Linked DNA regions of Danio rerio: region 2 is linked to region 1. The links are chromatin contacts, called in public Micro-C maps. All regions are on one chromosome and are shown on one strand. The core of a region is the stretch at or near the end of the contact, and the rest is flanking DNA. Distances in the headings are between cores, read along the strand shown.

What was found. A called contact is a pair of places that touch in the nucleus more often than the background predicts.
Region 2: a contact with region 1 is called in a Micro-C map of caudal fin, with 2.5 times the contacts expected there. The contact joins the enhancer-like site here to the promoter of zbtb46 in region 1. A contact is called at or near these places in 2 of 18 Hi-C or Micro-C datasets (caudal fin and an unstated tissue).

Annotation. Positions count from the first base shown.
Region 1 is chr23:15,204,066-15,207,206 of GRCz12tu, reverse strand. It overlaps zbtb46 (zinc finger and BTB domain containing 46), which reads right to left and starts at 1,735. Exons shown (of 5, transcript XM_021469915.2): 1 at 1,571-1,735.
Region 2 is chr23:15,292,901-15,296,152 of GRCz12tu, reverse strand. All of the region lies in intron 2 of zbtb46 (zinc finger and BTB domain containing 46), which reads right to left. Among named protein-coding and RNA genes, the nearest start is that of lmod3, 60 kb to the left of the region's middle. Within about 2 kb of position 1,587, at least 45 of the 62 cell types and tissues checked have an H3K27ac peak or open chromatin away from gene starts, as enhancers often do. A contact at or near this core is called in caudal fin, where this site is marked.

The DNA of each region.
Region 1 (3,141 bases), core at 486-2,985:
TTTTGTAAACAGTGCAGCAAATAGTGCCATTAAATGATTCTAGGCTACCTTAAAAGGACTGTTTTCTATCCTAGAAGAGATAGTTAACAACAGACACCTGCCAGTTCTGTCACTCACACCACTAACATCAAGATACATTATAATCTCTACATCCACAATAAATGATAAATTATGTCACGGTGAAGTTAATTAACTCATTAATAAATCCATACAGAGGTTATGAGTGTCAGAGAGTAGGTGAAGACCTATAAAAGTGAAGTTGTCATTTTTCTATTGGCTTCATTCTGTGTAGATGGACATGAGGACAGTTCCTTACATAACCAGTTCTTCTGCTCAACTGACTCATTTTTTTTTTGCACTGCAGACAGTCACAATGACTTAAATACACGAGTGTAACTTTTAAATGCGAGACGATTACAGTTATTCAAGTTATTTCGCACGTGAGTGCGTTAATAGGTGACATCTATTGTTTTGAATGTAACATTTCGCCTGTACAGTTATAAAAATCTAGCCAATCAGAATCAGGTGCACCTGTAGCAAACAAGAGCCGACACAGCGCGAACGAGCGTCATAATAATCAATACAGAGTGGTAGATTCTTTTGACGCGCGCCGAATGATACATTGTTGCGCGTAACGTTCGATTCAAATGTATCAATTCTAGAACGCGCGTTCGAATGCATTATTGGCGTGTACTCTTTAAAACCGCTGATGTTCGAGTCAAACAAGTGGGGTCGCTCCCCTTAAAACCAACCCGTCAGCGAGGAGAAAATGGAGGAAGACGGAACTGACCAGCTTTAAGGGGGCAGACGGGGGGAAAAAAGAGACAATAACCCGGGGAGAAGCGCTACGGTCACCTAATGCTTTCCGCACTGAAGACGCGAATACACTGAGCTCTCCTCAAGTTGAGAGAAGTATTAAGCACCAAGCCCGTGGGCTTAATTATGCAGGAAATAAAATAATAGAAAAGTGAGTCCAAAAAAATCCCCTTCCCTTTTCTGCTAGTAGGTTTAGGGTGTTGACGCAGCAGAAATTTCCAGCTGGAGAAATTCCCCTTTTGGAGGTTAAATGAGGGGAGGAGAGAGTGGGGTTAAGCCCCTTACTTGCCAAAGCTGAGCTTTTGGTTTTAATACCACCACAAAACACATTATTTTAAGATCCAAGTGTTGTCACATAAACAGAATTAAGTTCTTAATATTGACCCAGTGTTTGAGCAGAGCGTTGATGATAATAAAAAAAAGCTTGGCAAGACAAAAACAGAAAAAGTATCCATCAGTGCAATAAAAGTCTATCCTGAATGAATGACTGCACATCTGACAGCTGTTGTCGGCGCGTGCATCATCTGTCACGAGCATGTTCTCACCTGGAGACGTCAAACAGGTTGCTGTCACGCACGTGTAAATAAAACAAACGCACCGCAAACTCACGGCTCGAACTTACCTGAATACCTGTGCTCATGTCTCCGCCACACCACATCCACACGACAAGACAAGCATGAGCGTAAAAGCGAAGTGGTCAAACGAGAGGAAGTGTTAGAGTGTGTGTGTCTGTGGAAAGGTGAGAGAGGCTTACCTGTTAACCCATGAGTTCTGGGGGAGAGCGATGTCGATGATTCGGAGCTCCAGTGTTCGCTCGTGACAGCTTTGAGAGAGTGAGCACGTCAACAATGTCAGCAGTCAGCTGGGAGACGCGTGTGTGTATGTGTGTGTGTCGGTCAGTGTAATTCCCCTGCTCGCTGTCTCCCTCTCTCCACGCTCGTCTTTTTCTCTAAATCTCCCTCCCCTGCTTTTCCGTGTCTCGGTATCAGGAACCAACCTCCCCCTCTGTGTGTGCGTTTCTCTCTCTCTCTCTCTCTCTCTCTCTCTCTCTCTCTCTCTCTCTCTCTCTCTCTCTCTCTCTCTCTCTCTCTCGACTGAGAGTCAAATACAGGAAATGAGGCAACATAAACGCTTATACATTCACCATCAAACCCTGGACAGCTCCAGCAGAACTCATAACAGCCATGAAACCTCCAGATCAATTATGAAGTAGCCTATACAGAGGTTAAATTCCCGATCTTATTATTATAATGATGGTAATATTAATTCAGTTTCCTAATTGTATCTCCAAAGCAAAATCCTTTTATTACAAGGCATAAAGAGCAAAAGTACAGTAAAATAATAACAGTTTACGTAATAAATGATCAGAACAATACGTTTCAGTTTTATTTCTATCATATGCATATTCTATACATCACTGTTTTAGACTCTTTTTCATTGTTAAATAATTAACATAATACAATTTTTTTTCTATTTTAGACTTTTAATTATGGTAAATCATTTAATAATCTATCAAATTATTATATTAATCATTCTGTATTATATAAATATGATGTAAATGTAAAACTGTGAATGGTCATTTAAATTGCAATCATTACTTAAAAAGTTTGCATGTTCAGTAAATTATATATTAAATGTAATTCCATATATTGAAATACATACTGCATATATTATCATTAAACATGTTAAAATACATGTTGGCAAAACACTATTATTGTCCTCATTGCTTATAACTTTATATATAATCAAAAAGTTTTAAATGTTACATTATTTACATTTTTGATAAATCTTCTACCATTAAAAGTCGAGTACATCATGAAATATTCATTAAAACACAATTAAAAATGTAAAAAATTATTTTGCGGTTAATACATTTTTTTTTTTTACTGATTTTTATTTTTTATTTTACAGCCCTAATTTTTCGGTCTAAAAAGAAGTACCTAAATTAATAATCATTGTTTTCCATGAGAGCTGAGTTCTTACTCAGTGTCCAGTTCATTGGGCATGAGATGGTTTTTCCAGTGTGTGCTGCTGAATTTGCATGAGGAGCGTCTGCGCGTATAGGCGCGTGTAGGCGTGAGTGCGCGCCTGCTGCTGCTGCACGCTTTTGTCCACTGTGCGCGTTCTCGACAGTATGGAGAGGGTCACCCGCCCCCTAGTGGTAAAAAATGCTTTCTATTTACAAGCGCGTGCATGTCATGCTATCCTCCGTATAAGTGGAAGGAGCCAACTACTTACAAATGAAAATCTCAAAAGACTTGAATACTGGCTTATTTTGCATTTTTCTAGACATACGAAAGTTTGGGATCAGCAAGACTTTGAAAT
Region 2 (3,252 bases), core at 338-2,837, 89 kb before region 1:
TGTTTCTGATAGCAGCTTAAGTGATTGAGGAATGCTTGAGGAATCTTTGTTCACGTGTGTAATCCGAAAGCTTTAATGGGCACTGATTGAAGTGTTGTGTCACACCGAGTGAGATTACAGTGGGAATAATGGCGCGTATTGTCCCTAGTTCCCCTCATAAGAGAACGCCTGAATCGGTTTGATTCTTTCTTGCAAAGGGGATCTCAGTTTAATGTGGTTGCCATGGCAGCCAGGCACTCTTGGCTTCAACATTTATGCTAAATAAAACACCCTTTTAAGAGTAGACACAAATAGGCGGACCCACGGCGTTGGCTTTGTGTCCGTGCGTGATTGTGTGTGCGTCTGCGCGTAGGCGTCTGCTGGTTCCAACGTATCTGTTTATCGTGTGGTAGAACGTAAACTTACGGCATGAGAGAATATGCATTCAGGAACACGCACAAGTGTGTAATAATCATGCATAGTGGCTAATGTAAGACCTTGTGGTGTGGCATTGAATGCCTGCCTCATCTTTGAAAGAGCTTTTTGTGAACGTTGAGAGTGTGTGATCTGTGCGTGTTAATGGTTATTGGAGGGGATGGGGTTGGACGAATGTCTATTAAAGCACAATAAACGAGAAAAGAAACAGAAAGACAGAGAGAAAAGGGGTCAGCTGACGGGCTTTGACCTCATGACCCTCTGTTCCAGCTGCTGTGGCGATTACGACCCTCCCCGGCTGAAACTCAACACTGTCTTTTGTTTCAGTCGGTTTCGAGGTGTCCCTGGACGCTCTCCATCTCGCATAGAGATCAGGTTTGCACACACACAGCATGGAGTTTGTTTCTGTTCAGTGATAAGGCTGTTTAAGCTGTCATGTTTAACTCTTATCTACTACATCGATACATCAGAACCCGTAACACACACTCATTAGCAGCGATAAACGCCCCCTCAGGACACCGAACGCACATGTATGTAAACATACACAGGCCACTCATGTGTCCGACGGGCTTAAGGGTAGGGAGGGGAAGGTCAGGCCTGCTTCCTCAGCGTGGTTGGAGTTTGAAAGGGTAAAAAGTAATTTCCAAGGAATGGAGGGAGGGAGGCACTAAAAAAGCTGAAGAATTCAGAGGCAATTTAAAAGCAGTGTGGGAGAGGGGGATGAGAGAAAAAAATGAAGAAAGAGGAGGCATGATGGAAAGTAAAAGAGGTTGTTATTTCTCTCTCTCTCTTACATTCTCGCACTGTTGTTTTTTAGGGACTAGTCGGGCCACAACCTCCAAGGAAAGAGAGAGAGATAGATAGATAGAGGAAGAATAAATCAAACAAACCCTGAAGGCTAGAAAGGAGGGAGAAAGACGAGAAGAGAAGTGTGGGTAATGATGGAGGGGGGAGTTGAGTGGGCGACGGAGAGGACGAGAGGGTGAGCGTGAGCAGGGGTGGAGGTGGAGAGGGGGAGTGGAGGATTGCAGGGCTCAAGGTAATCTGGGGAGTTAATGCAGCTTAGTAAAGCAGGGAGAGACAGAGAGAGAGGGAGCACAAAGTGGCAGACAGTGAGAGCAGCAGAAAGAGAGAGGGCGTAAGAGACAGAGAAAGACAGCCGGAGAGAGAAAGGGAGGGCCGAAGAGAGTGGGAGAGAGGAGATCTTGGGGAAAATGGAATGCTGGGTGGAGAGGGGAAGCAAACACGCAGGGCTTTGTGCTAAAAGCACGACTCTAGGGAGGGTGCGACCAACGCTAAATCCAGAGCACAGGCCAGAAATCAGGGTTTAAAGAGCAGGCAACAGGACCGGCCCATTTTAGACATCCACTCAGAGAGCCAAACTCAACTAAAGAGGGTCTTAAAAGAACCTGATGGTGTCCTTAGGAAATTACGTAGGAAAGGTTCTCGTCTATTGCTGTCATTTGTTGTTTTGCTGTACGTCCATTCACAAATCTTCTCTCAGAGGCTGATAGAATAGTAAAGTATCCATTGGACACACACTTCGGAATCATTGTGTAGGTCATTCAGGTACTGTATAATGGATGATGTGGATTTGGGTATACTACTAATACAATGCAAGGCTTATTGGGACAAATGAAGAGTTTCATTGCAAAATCTCCATTTTGAGAAATGTTGGTTATTTGACATTATTATTTAAGACATCAAAAGTCAAGTTTATTCATAATTTATATACATTAAACTATTACTTGAGCTCAGTGAAGGCCAGAAACATTATTTTTAAATCCAGGATATTTTTTATTTAACTTTATGTCCAAATAGTTCATAAAATAAGTCAAAAACCAAGCCAAAATGCAACATATTTATTTTAACATTGTCAAATATCTTAAATTGGTAAAAAAAAACAAACAAAAAAAAAAAACATCATAAATATATGGAATAGTACAGTATATACAAAGACAACAACTTTAATAACTTTAAAATGTGATTTATAACAACAACATTCTGAGATAGTTTTGGCCAGAACGTGAATAACATAACTTTTTTTTTTTTTTTTTTTGCAAAAGGCTATATATCCACCCTAGGCTATATTCTACTACTGTAATACCATAAAGAAAGACTAGTGAATCTATGTTTTGTTTGATAAGTAAGATTAAGTTAGTTAGATAAATGACTTGTTACGGAAAAAGTGGAGTCTCCTTCCACAGTTCTTGCCTCTATTGCACAGAGTCAGCTACACAAATCGCCTCGCCCCGTCATGTTTAATGAATTATTTCACTGTAATAATAATAATAATCATCGTCATCATAACTGCTATATTGCACTTTGTAAAGAATCTGGTCTGGCGGATATCACGTTTTGAAAAAATACATTTTGTACTAGGCCTAATATGTACATTCTTAAATGTTATTAATGGCAGCAATTCACACATAGATTAAGGTGCAGCTGAACAATGATTTCCAATAATAAAATCCAAATGTCAAAAAATGTGTTTATCACGTTTTGCAACCAAAACTCTTAAAATATTGCACCTACAGTTTGTGTTGCCACAAACAATATACTAGATAACTCTCAAATGATACATTTTTATTAGAGTTCTTCTTTCATAGGTCTCTAATGTGTAGTTACTTACATCACTAAGGGTAGTTTCACACTAGCACTTTTGGTCCGCACCCGGGTTTGTTTGGCACCAGAGTACGGTGCGCTTACCTAGTCTTCTGAACTCAGGTGCACACCCACAAACCATACCCAGGTCTACCTGAAAGAGGTGGTCTGGGGTACGGTTCACTTGAACTCTGGTCCGATTCACTTCTGATGTGAATGCAATCGTACCAAATA